Linked DNA regions of Mus musculus: all the other regions are linked to region 2. A link is a contact called in public HiChIP or PLAC-seq and promoter capture Hi-C data. All regions are on one chromosome and are shown on one strand. Each heading gives the region's core, a stretch centred on a gene start, on an enhancer-like site or on the middle of the called end of the contact. The rest is flanking DNA. Distances are from core to core; before and after follow the strand shown.

Region 1 (4,646 bases), core at 1,097-3,596, 470 kb before region 2:
TCAAAGGCTTCACTTCACCGCACTGGGGCTTCAGCCATTGGCACTGTATAGAAACAGCTTAGCTCACATCTTTCCTTAGCCCACTTCAAGAAGGTATTGTGTGGAATATTCCATATATAACATATATAATTATATATGACTATTTTAATATTATAATAAATTAGAAATGTTATTTATAATTACATATAATTATATGATTATATAATATAAAAATACAGAATATATATATATATATATTTGTGGGCACACTCAACTTGCAGAAGTCAGTTTATATATATATATATATATAATTATTTTTAGACAGGGTTTCACTACTTAGCCCTGGCCTGAAATTCATAATAAAGACCAGGCTAGCCTTAAACTCCTAGAGATCCACCAGCCTCTGCCTTCTGAGTGCTGGGATTAAAGGTATGGTTGGTTTACCACACCTGGCTAAGGATACTTATTCAATGTGGCCAGACTGGGAAGAGGACAAGAAACCCAGCAATTCCAACAAGTCTGTCATCCAAGCTCGGTACTCTTACAATGATGTCTGAAATGTAAAATGCGATTTTTAAGTGTTTTAAAATATATAGGATACGTAAGAAACCGAGAGACATGGATGCCTGGGTGTGTGTGGAGGAGGCGCTGGGAGCCCACCTTCTCACTGTAGTAAACACTGTTTTAACAGGAAGAGCACCGTGAGTGTATTACCTATCATAAAAACAATTTCCAAGGATGCACAGGAAATTTTAGTTATCACATGAAGTTTTTAGGGATTAAAATAGTAAAAATATTTGATGCTATGCAGCCATAATATCAGCAGCACTCAGGAGGCAGAGGCAGAGGCAGAGGCAGGCAGATCTCTGTGAGCTGGACGTCAACTTGGTCTACGTAGCAAATGCAAGGCCAGACATAGCTACAAAGCGAGATCCTGTCCATTAAAAAAAAAAGTATTACATTTAAATTTTTATTTTGTGTGCACATGTGTACATGTATTTGTGGGCACACTCAACTTGCAGAAGTCAGTTTCCCTTCCACCACAAGAGTCCCAGGAATTGAAATGAGGTCCCCAGACTTGGCGGCAACTGCCTGCCTTTACCCACTAAAATATTGGCCCACCAAATTCTCTTCTTTAAAAATAATCTTAATCTTTAAGGTTTCCCTGAAGTAATTGAGGCTTTAAGGTATTTGAAGCTGCAGCAGCCATGGAATTTTAAGTTCAAAGACAATGCTTTGCTGGGATGTTTATCTGGCCATCAACTTGTTAGGACTTCAGAACCTTGCTGACATCTTTCACTTTTTAAATTTTTTGGTAGCTTTTATTTTTAAATTTATTTGTTTTATGTATATGAGCATGTGTCTTCAGACACTCCAGAAGAGGGCATGGGATCCCATGACAGATGGTTGTGAGCCACCATGTGGTTGCTGGGAATTGAACTCAGGACCTCTGGAAGAGCAGTCAGTGCTCTTAACCACTGCGCCATCTCTGCAGCCTGAGAGATCCTTCACTTTGAATGCAGTGGTTCTCAACTTTCTTAACTCTGTGACTCTCTAATACGGTTCCTCATGTTGTACTGACCAACCCCCTCCCCAGTCATAGAATTATTTTCCTCACTTCTTTATAACTATAATTTTGTTACTGCTATGAATCATAATGTAAATATGTAGTACATCTAATATGCAACCAACCCACAAAAACCAACCCATGTAATATGCAATCGACTCACAGGTTGATAACTGCTGCTTTCTTTAAAGGGAAGAAATTGAATCATAGAAGAAGAGGGTGATATGGCCAGGATCACACGGTACCGCCCCTGCCCTTAGCATCCTTTCTCCCAGTCCCTAGCTTTTCTGATATTCTCTAGCCTGCTTTTCCTGGCTATTAAGGCCAAGCCAATGGTCTTGGACATGAGGCTGATTCTGCCTGGGACCCACCCCAATTCATCTTCCCATCCTAACTATGGGAGATCTACTGGTATCTGAACTGGCCCTGGATGAAAATGAAAATGCTCGCTTCCAGACTCCTTAAGCTTGGCTGAGCAGGCACAGCCCTGAGTCCGCCGCTGTGGCAGGGAGAGCAGGGCAGGGTTAGGGGTGCTCTGATTCTGAGTCCTGGAGATGAATGAGCATATTGAAAAGTCACTTGCCTTTCTATGTCATGCATGTAAGGGGCGGGGCTTAGTTACGCTTGGGTCACACAACTATATGAGGGCAGACAATAGTTCTGGGAGCTTCTGGTTCTCTCTGAGGCACTAGGGAGGAACTCCAAGCCCTGTTGGGTGCTCTCATAGCCCTTCAAGTCCTATACACCCCATATGGCCCTTCTAGCCCTCTTTGATGGAGACCATGTAGTACCGACTATGAGCACTAGGTGACAGGCGACACCACTATGAGTTTTGCAGACATTTCCCATGTGGTGGATTGCTTGGTAAATAAATCCATTGGTGAGATTAGCTGGGCACAGGTTAGGGAGGGCACATGGGCAAAAGGTCTATGAAGACACGTGTGGGAGATGTTTGGATTCTTGGTTGGCTCTAGCCAGGTTATTTCCCTGAGATGGGGTGGGTATAAGAAGGGGGTCACATCAGGCCTCCAAGCTGCTTACAGGAAGGCCCTCATCTCTCCTGCCACAAATGCCTACTGGGAAAAATCACAGGAACCAGCTATCAGATCTGGGATAAATCATACTCCATCCTAGGCAGGAGGGGTCACGCGAACGCATAGGAGACAGTGTTTCCATAGGTGGAGAGAGATCCAGTGCAGACACGGGCACAGTGCCTTGTTTCCCAGGACTTGGGTAGACACTGTCTCAGGGTGGGTGTCACACTTTCAGCAGTGCTGGCTAGAGATCCCTGCCAATTTCTTTGGTGTCTGGGTGCTTCCATGGGCATGGTGAAACCCAAGAAAAGCCTTGAGGAGACAGAGGTCCCAAATGTGAGAGTGAGGTGTTTGTTGATTCTCACAAGACTCCCAGACTTCTGGCATGGATGGTTCAATGAGTGCATGGGTTGGTGGATGGAGATGTGGGGGATGGAGATGTGGGGGATGACAGAGTGTGTATGGATGAGTTGAAGAGTGGGTAGGTAAGTTTATGGATGGATGGACTGGTGAGGAAATGGATGGATGGGCTGGCCAATGGAGGATGGATGGAGAGATGGGTAGATAGATAAATGAATTGGTGGGTAGATAGGTAGATAGGCTGATATAGATGCGGATGGGTGGATGGATGGATGGATGGATGGATAGATGGATGATGGATGGATGGATGGATGGATGGATGGATGATGGATGGATAGATGGATGGATGGATGGATGGGTGGATGGATGGATGGATGGATAGATGGATGGATGGGTGGGTGGATGGATGGATAGATGGATGGATGGATGGATGGATGGATGGGTGGGTGGATGGATGGATGGATGGATAGATGGATGGACAGATGGATGGAAAAGTGGGTAGATGGATGAGTAGGTAGGTAGATGAATGAATAGGTAGTTGATGGGTAGATGCGTGGGTAGACATGTGGATGGACAGATGGATGGTGGGTAGAAGGGTGGATGGACTGAGAAAAGCTTGCTTCTTCTGAATCCCCAGACTTCACAGGAAAACCAGGTGCTCCAATTGCAGGTAACATGTAACTAAAGAGCAAAAGGGGGTAGCTCCAGGTGCCACAGCCACAGCTCAGAGCTACAGACAATAGCAAAGCTCTCCCGCTTTCCCTGTTCCCCTGAGCTTAGAAGACCTCACTGAAGCACTTATGTCAGGCTTGCCACCTCCAGAGGTGGCAGATGCAAACGCATGCAAAGGGGGACAGCCACTCGAGAACCACAAAGCCCTAAGGGGACGCTTGTGCCTGGGAGACTGACTCCATTCTTCGAGGGTGGAAGCCCATAGGACATGCCACGGTTCCTCAGAGTCCATATGGGGCTTCTGTACCTCAAGTGATTCTTAGTGGAGGGGTGGCTGAGGCCCTAGCGGAGGAAGTGGTGGGTGGAGGGACGAGGAAGGGAAACTGAGACAGGCCGCAGCAAATCACACCCTTTCTTCATTCAACCAGGGAGCACAGAGCCCTCAACGCCTCAGTGACTTCTTCCTATGGACACAAGTCCTGGCCAGGGCTGAGTCCCAGGAGCCACCTTATCTATCTAAGAACAGATCTCTACTCGCCACACTCCCTGGAGACAATGTCTGCCATTTTTGCATCACTTGTCAAACCACTAACTTCTGCTGGGCCTCCAGGAAGAATACTATTCCTCCTCTTCTTTGTTTTTAATTAATATATTTAGTTTTACTGGTTTATTTTCGAATCAGGGTCTCACTCTGCATCCCTGGCTGGTCTAGAACTTAACTGTGTGGAACATGCTGGCCTCGAACTCACAGAGACCCACCTACTTCTGTTGTCGGAGTGCTGGAATTAAAGGTGTGTGCCACTATGACCGGCTCCTTCCTCTTCTTTATCCGTTGGCGCCTGCTCACCCTTCAGTGCTCACTCGAGGCATCACCTCCTCCAGAAGCCCTCCCTGACTGCACTGTCAGGGTAGCATGCTCCCAGCCTCTTTGACTTTCCTACCATTCCCAGTTTTGCCACGTTTCTTTGCAACCTGACTGTCTTCCTGGTCAATGAGCTATTTGGGCAGGGCTTGTGTGCATGTCCCTAGGGCCT
Region 2 (4,255 bases), core at 1,236-3,735:
TCACGCAATAGACAACTTTATTCCGGTCTTCAGACATCATACTATGAAGATTAAGAGGCACATGAGCAAAGTGTACAGTCAATCACAAGGGCAAGCACCATGCAAGAACATGTGTTTTTCCCATAGAGGCTTTTAAATAAATACCAACAGCCAGTTGCAATGAATAATCTGAAGTAAATTCACTCAATGCACTACACCTGGGAGGCACACATAAGCACATTCCAGTTCAGGGGTTTTGAGGAAGCTGAGGTCATGTAAATGTCACTCATTTCTTCAGATGAAGGGATGACATGAGAGCTGTAGCCAAGCTGTGTGAATACAGGGCTTGGGCTGAGCCCAGAGTGTTTGCCTGTTCTATCCCTAGGCCTAGGCTAGGAAGCTTCAAGCCTCTGCGTACAATCTAATCTTCCAAGCTGACTGATTCAGTCTTCTCTTGGTTTCTGACTGAATTGCTCTGCTTGGCTTTATACTTCACTTTGGCAACATGTTCTAATCTTCTGGCTCCTTCTCATTCTCTGGCTCCTTCTGTCATCACTTGTGTCTAACCTGTTTCTGTAAAACCATCCTGGTAAAATCTCCACACACACCTGTCTCCCTGTCTCAGTCTCTGTGTCTCTGTCTCTCTCTCTCTCGTAGCCTCTTTCCTCTGCTGTTCTGTGAGTTGGATGTATCCTATCTCTGACTCATTCTGTCAAATCTTTCTCTGGTTCGTCACATTGTCCCTTAATTAGACATCACTTTCAAACAAGGCTGCTTCCTTCTACAAACTTGCCTTATCTTCATGTTAGGGATTAGAGGTGTGTACTAAGGGTGTGTCTGTATTCCAGCCAGACCATACTGTATTCCAGGGTTTTTCTGTATTCTGCCCAGTTCCTGTGGGCTTAGAAGATCTTTGGATGTGATCCCTTGTCAGAGCACCCATGGTGTTGGATTAAAATTCCCCTATAAGGTCATGAGATTCTGGTCTTGTCTTAGAGTTTTCTCCTAAGCACCCAGAATTCTCACAGGATTTCATTCTTGGACCATGTTCCAGCAGACACGGAGCTTTAGAGGATTTATACCTACAGAAAAAAGGAGATTACAGTTGCTAAACTTTTCAGTCATTCATGAACCCAACTAAATTCATGTCACTCATCACTCATCATTCTAGACGGAATAAAAGCCAGAGTCCTGTTCATGGGCTACTGGGCCCTTGGGACTCAACTTCTTCATGCCTTCTGGGTCCATACTTACAAATATTCCCCAATTCATTCTTAAGCCATCCTTGCCTTCTTATAAATTCTCAAAATTGCCAGGGGCCTCCAGCCAAAGGGACTTTATTATACTCAGTTATGTCTTATTGTCTAGATAAGCTATATGGGAGCGCCCCCCCCCCATAGCTGTATCTCTCACTTGCTCATTTCAAGTCTCTATGCAAGATTATCTTATTGTGGAGTCCTCAGCCATTTTCTACATCCCCAGGGCTCAACCTACTGTGGCATGCCCATACTCTCCTTACCTTACCCTGTTTTACTTTCTCCCTAACATTCCCTAGTGCCCAGAATTAACAGTAGACATGTTAAATCATTTGACGACTATATATACTACACTTAAAAACACTGTATTGGGCATGATGGTACATTCTTGTAATCCAGTACTCATGAGGTAGAAGCAGAAGGGTCATCAGTTCAAAACCAACCTGGATTATAGGAGAGCCTATCTCAAACAAGGGCTGAGGATGTGGCTAAGCCGAAAAGCCTCAATGCCTGTACAAGTCTCTGGATTTGATCTTCAGCACCAAAAATTCTCCATCATTCAAGCTGAAAGTGTAGCTCGTCAACCCCACCCCCAATGACAGTGTTCTGGCCTGCTGCTTCTCTTGGGTGTGTGTCTTTTCTTCATTTTCTTGTCTTCCTTACTACTAGCCACGTGTCTCTGTCCAATTCCTTGTTCTGGGACACGGAAGCTGAAAAACCCTCGGAGGCAACCCCTAAATTCAAATAGATATCTGGTGAAAATTATTCAGAGAGGGATCATTTGAGAGGCGGTCATGGGATCCCACAATCCTTTAAGTGCATGGTAACTGAAAACAAACACCAAAACAAGGGTTTTCTGCCTGGACATTTGAATTGCAACCCGCTTTTTCAGCTTTGTAGCCTCGTTTCCAACCCTCTGGCACGGATGCTCTTATATCCGCAGACGCTGGATAATAGAGTAATGCAGATGGATTGAGGTTGCTTCCCTGTGGGGTGGGACGACCCTATCGAATCCTAGCGATGCAATAGCTCTTGTAGACAGGATCAGAAGGCACTGTCAAGGGTTACTTCCTCTTACAAACAAAAGCAGCTGCGCAGGTGGGAAGAGCCACCGCCGCCGCCACTGCCTTTTCGGTCTCCACCTAAAGTTCCGCAGGTTACGCGGAAGTCACGGATCTGGCTGGCCCATTTACTTGGTCCTCCGCGATCCCACGGTCCTTCGCGCCCGGGACGCCTCTGGCAGCGGCCCTTCTACGCTATCGCGAAGCTTCTCTATGGTCACTGCCGCTTTCCCGGCAGTGTCATGGCGGCCGGCGTTGAGTTGGCAGGACTGGCCCACGAAACTGAGGAAAGTCAGTAAAGCTGAGAAAGAAGTAGTGCAGCCGCACGGCGGGAAGCCGTGGGAATGAGCAGAGGCCTCGCGGGGCCCACGGTGTCCACAACGGCGAACCCTTGGTGAAGCGTCAGGCCGGGCCTCGGCTTTCTGACGCGGCCGTTGGTGGGAGTGCCGTGTCCTGCGAGTCCTCAGCGTCTGGATCCGCACCAGCTTCGGCGTCCAGGGACATTTGGAGAGGACGTGTCCACCCGCAGCGATGTCGTCCTGGCTCGGGGGCCTCGGCTCCGGCTTGGGCCAGTCTCTCGGTCAAGTAGGGGGCAGCCTGGCTTCCCTCACTGGCCAGATTTCGAACTTCACGAAGGATATGCTGTTGGAGGGCACGGAGGATGTGCCAGGTAACAGCTGGAGCGAGGGCGGTGGGGCTCGGTTGGGATCCACTTGGTTCCGGGTCCGGTCGGTCGGCAGACGCGGACGGGTCCCGAAGGAGTCACTCCACGCTTTTTTCTCTGCTCTCCTCCCTTTACCTCCGTAGCCGCTTTTCCAGCCTTCAGGACCACGGTGGAGAATTCTGGACCTCTCCCCTCATTGAATACGCTGGATAGCTCAGCGAAGTGGACCTGCTGTTTCTATGCCGAATAGGGTTATTTGGGTGGCCCATGCCTATTACTTACTTCGCCCATAGTTTGGGGGCTGATCTCACTTTGATCCTATTCCTTTAGTATGACAACTAAAGTATGGCAATTGCCCTCCTTCCCCCCAAATACTTTGTAACATTAATTACTCAAGATTAAACACTTGATCTGGCTTTAGCACGTTGTTAGGGGAATAGGGCTGTTTTTCTATTCAATTGTTTTCTAATTTTGCTCATCTTGAAGACACTTTGCAGCTGAAAACGTAGTTTTGTGTAGGATGGCACATTCTCCCATACTTTTGGAGAACTTTATCTTTTGAGAATCTTACCTACCTTTACTCACTTTAAAACTTGAAAAATATTGTGGTGTCTCTGTCTGTCTGTCTGTCTGTCTCTCTGTGTGTGTGTGTGTGTGTGTAAATGATGCACATATGCATGAGTGTCTACCTCATCGCCCGTGTGTGGAGGCCAGTAGACAACATTGTGGAGTTCTCTTTTCCCCTTTAGGTGGAATTTGAGGATGGAATTCCTTTTACTTTGCTTGAACGACAAACACCTTTACTCACCCATTCACCTGGCCAGGCTCCTTCCCTTATTTTTGAAGTCATCATCTTGCCGTCCTAATGAATAGTGACCTAGAATTCGATTGTAATCAGTGGTTAGGTTAATTACTCTTCCGATTTCTTGACATTTGTTAAGCAAGGAAGTGAGGAGATCCAGCCTCTAAGAGCACTGGCTGCCCTCTCAGAGAACCCAGGTTCTATTCCCAGCACCCAGTGGCAGGTAGCTAGCTCACAACTTCATTCTGTTTTCAGAGACTCGGGTGTCACCTTTAGGCCTCAGCAGGCAGTAGGCACCCAAATTGTGCACAGACACACATCCATATCATAATACAATAATAATAATATATACTTTTAAAGTTTTAGTCAAGGTTTGCAGTGTAGATTAGGGTGTCCTGGAGCTGCCAGTCTTCCTGCCCCTGCCTCTCAGTGCCGGCATTACAAGTGAGTACCACCACGCTAGGACAGTCTTATTTCTTTATAAATGAACAGC
Region 3 (4,391 bases), core at 1,525-4,024, 460 kb before region 2:
TTTATATAACTCATTTCCTCCACAGAGAAGCTCTGTAGAGCAAATGCTTGGGTCTCTGGGACATGGTAGCTGTTAGTGGATAAAGTCAGGTGGCTTTCGAATGCAACACCCAGAGCATCCTGCCCAGGTGAGCCCTCTATCCCTGGTGAGGTACACACATAGGTATAGCCTCCTGAAGAGGCAACTGCCAGCCTTAAACCTCAACACATCACTCACCACCTTACTACTGGACCCTAATACGGTGGCCTGTCAACTATATCGGTTCTCAGGATCCATCCATCCATCCATCCATCCATCCATCCATCCATCCATCCATCCTGCCTGCCTGCCTGCCTGCCTGCCACCCACCCATCCATCCACCCACCCACCCAATCATCCATCCATCCAAGATCATTTCCCTCAGGGAAGGCAATACTTAACATTCTTTTTTCCTAGGACCTCTCATTATGAGACATTATCTTGTAGTGACTCAAAGCATCCTTTTTGAGTCCAGAACTGATGCTCTTAATTACTGGGAAGAGGAGAAGGAGGAGGAGGAGAGGAGGAAAGGTTCAGGACCACAAGGAGGCAGTGCCTGGAAGGACAGCAATGTTTATAAGGTAGTTCCAAAATCTCTCAATACGTTTTTTTTTTTTGTTTTGTTTTGTTGTTTTGCTTTGCTAGACAGGGTAGCCCAGGCTGACCTCTCAACTCCCTGTGTAGTTGAGAATGGCCTTGATCCTCCTGCCTCTACTTTTCAAGTGCTGGGACTACAGGTAGGTACTATGATGCCCAGCGACAGCACTGTGGTCTGCCTGAGTCTTTCCATTGTTTATGCAGATGTGTAGGTGGCTGCAGGGAAAAATAACACCTGTCATCACCGAGATTTGAGGCCGGTGGGGGAGGGGAGGGCTGGTGGGCTGTTTGCCAGTAGTCAGGAATGTTGGCTGCCTTGAATCGGCTCTCTAAGAAGTGGTTCCTGAGAGAGGGATTTGGGCCCAGGAGATTTGTGGGAAAGTCAGGGAGGAAGAAGAAAGAGGACATAAGGCAAAGGGGCCCCAGAGGCTGTTCTGTGTCCAGGGGCGCCTGAGTGTATTTATGCACCGCTCTCCCGCCCGCCCGCCCTCCCAGCTGCCACTGACCGAGTTCCTCCTCCGAGTGCAGGGTGGGTTCCACCAAGGCTTTGAGTTCAGTGCTCTGTAGCAGGTAGCTCTTGAGCTGGGTCATCATGGTACGGATCTCCTGCAGCATCTCAGTGCTGGATGTCTGGCGGGCCATCATCTCCAGGCTGTACACCTTGTAGTCCTGCACCAGGCTGCCGAAGTAGGAGCTCTTGTCCTGTGCCAGCTCCACCACCTTCTTATACAGTTTGCGGTCGCTGGAGAGGAAGGCATGGAAGACGCTGGCGAAGCTGACGAAGCTGAGGCGGTGGCGGGCCTTGTCCAGGATCATTGAGGGTTTCTTCTTCACGTTGGGGCTGCTGAACTCCAGCTCCTCCTCTGCACTGCTGGTTGAGTAGGAGTCCTGGTCAGCGGCCGAGGCAGGCACCCCCAGGCTGTCTGAGAGTGAGGCCTGGGAACCCTTGAACTCTGGAGAGCTTTGGGGACAGCTGCTGGACTGAACTTGGAGGTGCTGCATGCCAGCTTGCCGGACAGGACTCAAGCCTTCCCAAGATGCACCAGTCGCCTGTTTCTCAGAGGATGCCTCCTGTATGGGGCTCTCCAAGGGACTGAGAAGGGTTGAGGCCAGCTGCCGGGAGACCCGCTTCTTCCTTGGGGGTGGTACTGGGGGTTGTTTGGCCTTCCCAGGAGGCACTGGTATGCTGTCAGCATGGCTGGCTTTGGCCTCTGTGTCCTGGCTTTGCTCCGTGGTCCTTGGAGGCCTGTCCCCAAGGCTACTTACGGTGCTCTGGGGAGGAAGGTTGAGTGATGCTGTCCTAGAAATGCCTGAGTGGTCCCTGTCTGTTGAAGTCCCCACATTCTGGCTTTCCAGAGATACCCTCTCAGAAATGCGCCTCCTGGGAGGGGCTGCTGGAAGAGCCTTCTTCAGGGGTAATGGAGGGGGAGGGGCTTGGTGCAAGGGATTGGGAGTTGTCCCAGGTTTCATCTCTTCTTCTCCAAAGGGGCCCAGGCCTACAGCTGGGCGAGGGAGACTCTCGCAGGCTGTCATGGGTGGTTGGTTTGAGTGGCCAGGGGGGCCCGGTGCATGGGGTGCAAGGTGAGAGGTGGGCGTTAGGGGGGAGTTGGGCAAAGGGCCAGCAGGCGGTACAGGAGGCGCAAGAGGCCGTGCAGGGCCAGTAGGAGGAACAGTGGGTAACGGGGGTGGAGGTGGGGGGCGACGTGGGGATCCCTTGGAGGTGGGTGAGGTAGCATCCGGGGTGGCAGGCGTAGGGCGTGGAGGGTAGCTGCCAGTAGGCAGTGGAGGTGGATCAGCCGGTAGGATGCAGTCCTCGATGAAAATAGGATTCACAAACCACAGGCGGTCATTTCCCACGGAGAGCTCGATTTCACAGGAACAATTTGCGTAATGGGTTGTAGGCCGGAGGCTGGAGGATGCAGGGGTCCCAGGGGCTGGGCTTCTGAGTGGCTCTGCAGAGCCTCTTGAGTTCAGCGAGGAGTCCCAGAAACCTGAGGAAAACAGAGCAGAGTCGGTTAGCCCTGTTTCTCCTTCTAGCAGCGGGGGAAGGGTCCTTGCTTTTGCGTAAGGTTGTTTTCCCTTCTTGGACTCTTAAACTTCTCCCACCACTTCCTGCCTGGAGGGGAAGTCCCCTGTGCACTTGCTAGCTGAGGGTGGAGTAGACCTGGGAGGGGACAAGAGAGGCCCGGCTTCAGTTCTGTGCCCTTGCCTTGGAGAATACCTGTGATAGAGATTTCAGCGTTGGGGTTTCTGCAGCTATTCAGCTAGATAACCCAGGAAGACTGTATCTTAGGTCTTGGTTTTGCTGTCTCCCCAATGGGTGTCTCAACAGTAACATGGAACCCTACAATAAAAGGTGAGGGACTAGAATTTACTATGGCCATTGCAGCTGCCACACACAGGAAAAGGGAACCAGAGAGCTCTGGGTGGTAGAACTGGACCTGTATCTTCGCACTGCAAGCTGCTGTGACCCGGGAGGGTCTTGACACTGAGGAGCTAGGCTAGTGGACACGTGAGGGAGGACACAGCTCCCACCTTTAAGCAAGCCCTGTCCTGCTGGGTATCTATCAACTAGTCCTCCTAGCCTTGTCTGTGATGGAAGCCATGAGGCAAGGCCTGACTTGAGAGATCTTGGCCTCTGGGTACCATATCCCAGCAAACTCAGGGATGCTCATGGCCTCTCAAAAGATACTGGGCTATATGACTTCTGGAGGAAAGGCCACTCTGAGCTCATGAGAGTGGCTCCATATGGAGAGAAACATTGGTCTCATGTCCTGCTCAGTGTCACCATTTTAAGGGATGGAAGGACATGAGCCAGGCTGGATGGATTCCTGGAAGAATAGCAGACACACTCTTTTGTCCATGGTTCCTCAGTAAGACCCCTATGCAAAGGAGTGCCAAGTGTGACACCAGGAGGGAACAGTCAGGGTTCGTGCCGTAGACCAGCCATGGGCTGCAGTTTTACTGCCACTGTCTTGATGACCTCTGGTCATAGGTCTTGTCCCCACTTTACAGACGAAAGCAAGTGACTCAGGGAAAAAATGTATTCATCTGAGGTCACAGGGTGCTGGGGTTGAACAGGTCAGAGTAGCCCCTCACTGCACCACAGGCTTTTTTGGAGGAACTTGCCCCACTTCCTGCTTCAGTTGCTTTGCCTGCCAGCATGTGGCTGGTGGCTCTGACCCCATGTTGTAAGAACACAGCAAGCCCTTTTGTTTTTTTTTTTCATTGTAGTACTAAGGATTGAACCCAGGGTCCCCCACATGCCAGGCAAATGCTCTACCATGGAAATATCTCCCCCTTTTAAAAAAAAAACTTTTTTTTTTTTTTCAAAATTTGAGGCAGGGTCTCACTAAGTTGCCCAGGCTGTCCTTGAACATTTGATCTTCCTGCCTCGGCTTCCAGAGCTGCTGGGATGACAGATCTGTACCATCAGGCATGGCCACCACAGGTTCTTAATGGTGAACTGAAAGATGCTGCAGGATGGCAGGGACATGCAGAGCCAAGTGTGAGCCAGTTCTAATGATGGCATGCTTAGTGACACTGGCCGTGGCCACCTTGGTGGCCTGAGGTTGTTTGCCCATCAATGTGAGCAGGGTACAAACCCAGGCTAGAAAGCAAGCTGTGCCCTATTCAACTGTGAGCGCCTCTTATGGAAGGGAGCATGCTATTCACCATGGAAATCTTCTCTAGACAGATTCTGCTGCACCTGACAGCCAGTCCAGGAGACCCAGCTGTTACCACAATACCAAGATGGTGACCTTTCATGTGTCTTT

What was found. Promoter capture Hi-C pulls out the DNA fragments that hold promoters and counts their contacts. HiChIP or PLAC-seq counts read pairs in DNA pulled down with a chosen protein or histone mark.
Region 1: a contact with region 2 is called in a promoter capture Hi-C map of hippocampal neurons, with 7 times the contacts expected there. The contact joins the enhancer-like site here to the promoter of Trip11 in region 2. A contact is called at or near these places in 5 of 39 promoter capture datasets (the C10 cell line, cranial neural crest, embryonic stem cells and 2 more), 2 of 15 datasets of contacts at CTCF or cohesin (large pre-B cells and pro-B cells), 1 of 484 Hi-C or Micro-C datasets (CD4 T cells), 23 of 115 datasets of contacts at active chromatin or transcription factors (VIP interneurons, bone marrow-derived macrophages, embryonic basal ganglia and 16 more) and 3 of 9 other capture datasets (adipose tissue, embryonic stem cells and liver).
Region 3: a contact with region 2 is called in an H3K27ac HiChIP or PLAC-seq map of microglia, with 7 times the contacts expected there. The contact joins the enhancer-like site here to the promoter of Trip11 in region 2. A contact is called at or near these places in 1 of 39 promoter capture datasets (the HPC-7 cell line), 1 of 484 Hi-C or Micro-C datasets (CD8 T cells), 11 of 115 datasets of contacts at active chromatin or transcription factors (bone marrow-derived macrophages, embryonic hindbrain, embryonic stem cells and 6 more) and 2 of 9 other capture datasets (adipose tissue and liver).

The regions. Positions count from the first base shown.
Region 1 is chr12:102,382,756-102,387,401 of GRCm38.p6, reverse strand. The region is part of intron 8 of Rin3 (Ras and Rab interactor 3); the gene reads right to left. Among named protein-coding and RNA genes, the nearest start is that of Lgmn, 55 kb to the left of the region's middle. Within about 2 kb of position 2,346, at least 7 of the 459 cell types and tissues checked have an H3K27ac peak or open chromatin away from gene starts, as enhancers often do. A contact at or near this core is called in hippocampal neurons, where this site is marked.
Region 2 is chr12:101,911,401-101,915,655 of GRCm38.p6, reverse strand. It overlaps Trip11 (thyroid hormone receptor interactor 11), which reads left to right and starts at 2,485. Exons shown (of 21, transcript NM_028446.1): 1 at 2,485-2,966. The coding sequence starts at 2,828. Gm20036 (predicted gene, 20036) reads right to left here and starts at 2,989. Exons shown (of 2, transcript NR_152255.1): 1 at 1,679-2,989; 2 at 3-1,061.
Region 3 is chr12:102,366,579-102,370,969 of GRCm38.p6, reverse strand. Rin3 (Ras and Rab interactor 3) reads right to left here. Exons shown (of 10, transcript NM_177620.4): 6 at 1,122-2,606. Among named protein-coding and RNA genes, the nearest start is that of Lgmn, 71 kb to the left of the region's middle. Within about 2 kb of position 2,774, at least 101 of the 459 cell types and tissues checked have an H3K27ac peak or open chromatin away from gene starts, as enhancers often do. A contact at or near this core is called in CD8 T cells, the HPC-7 cell line, adipose tissue and 3 more, where this site is marked.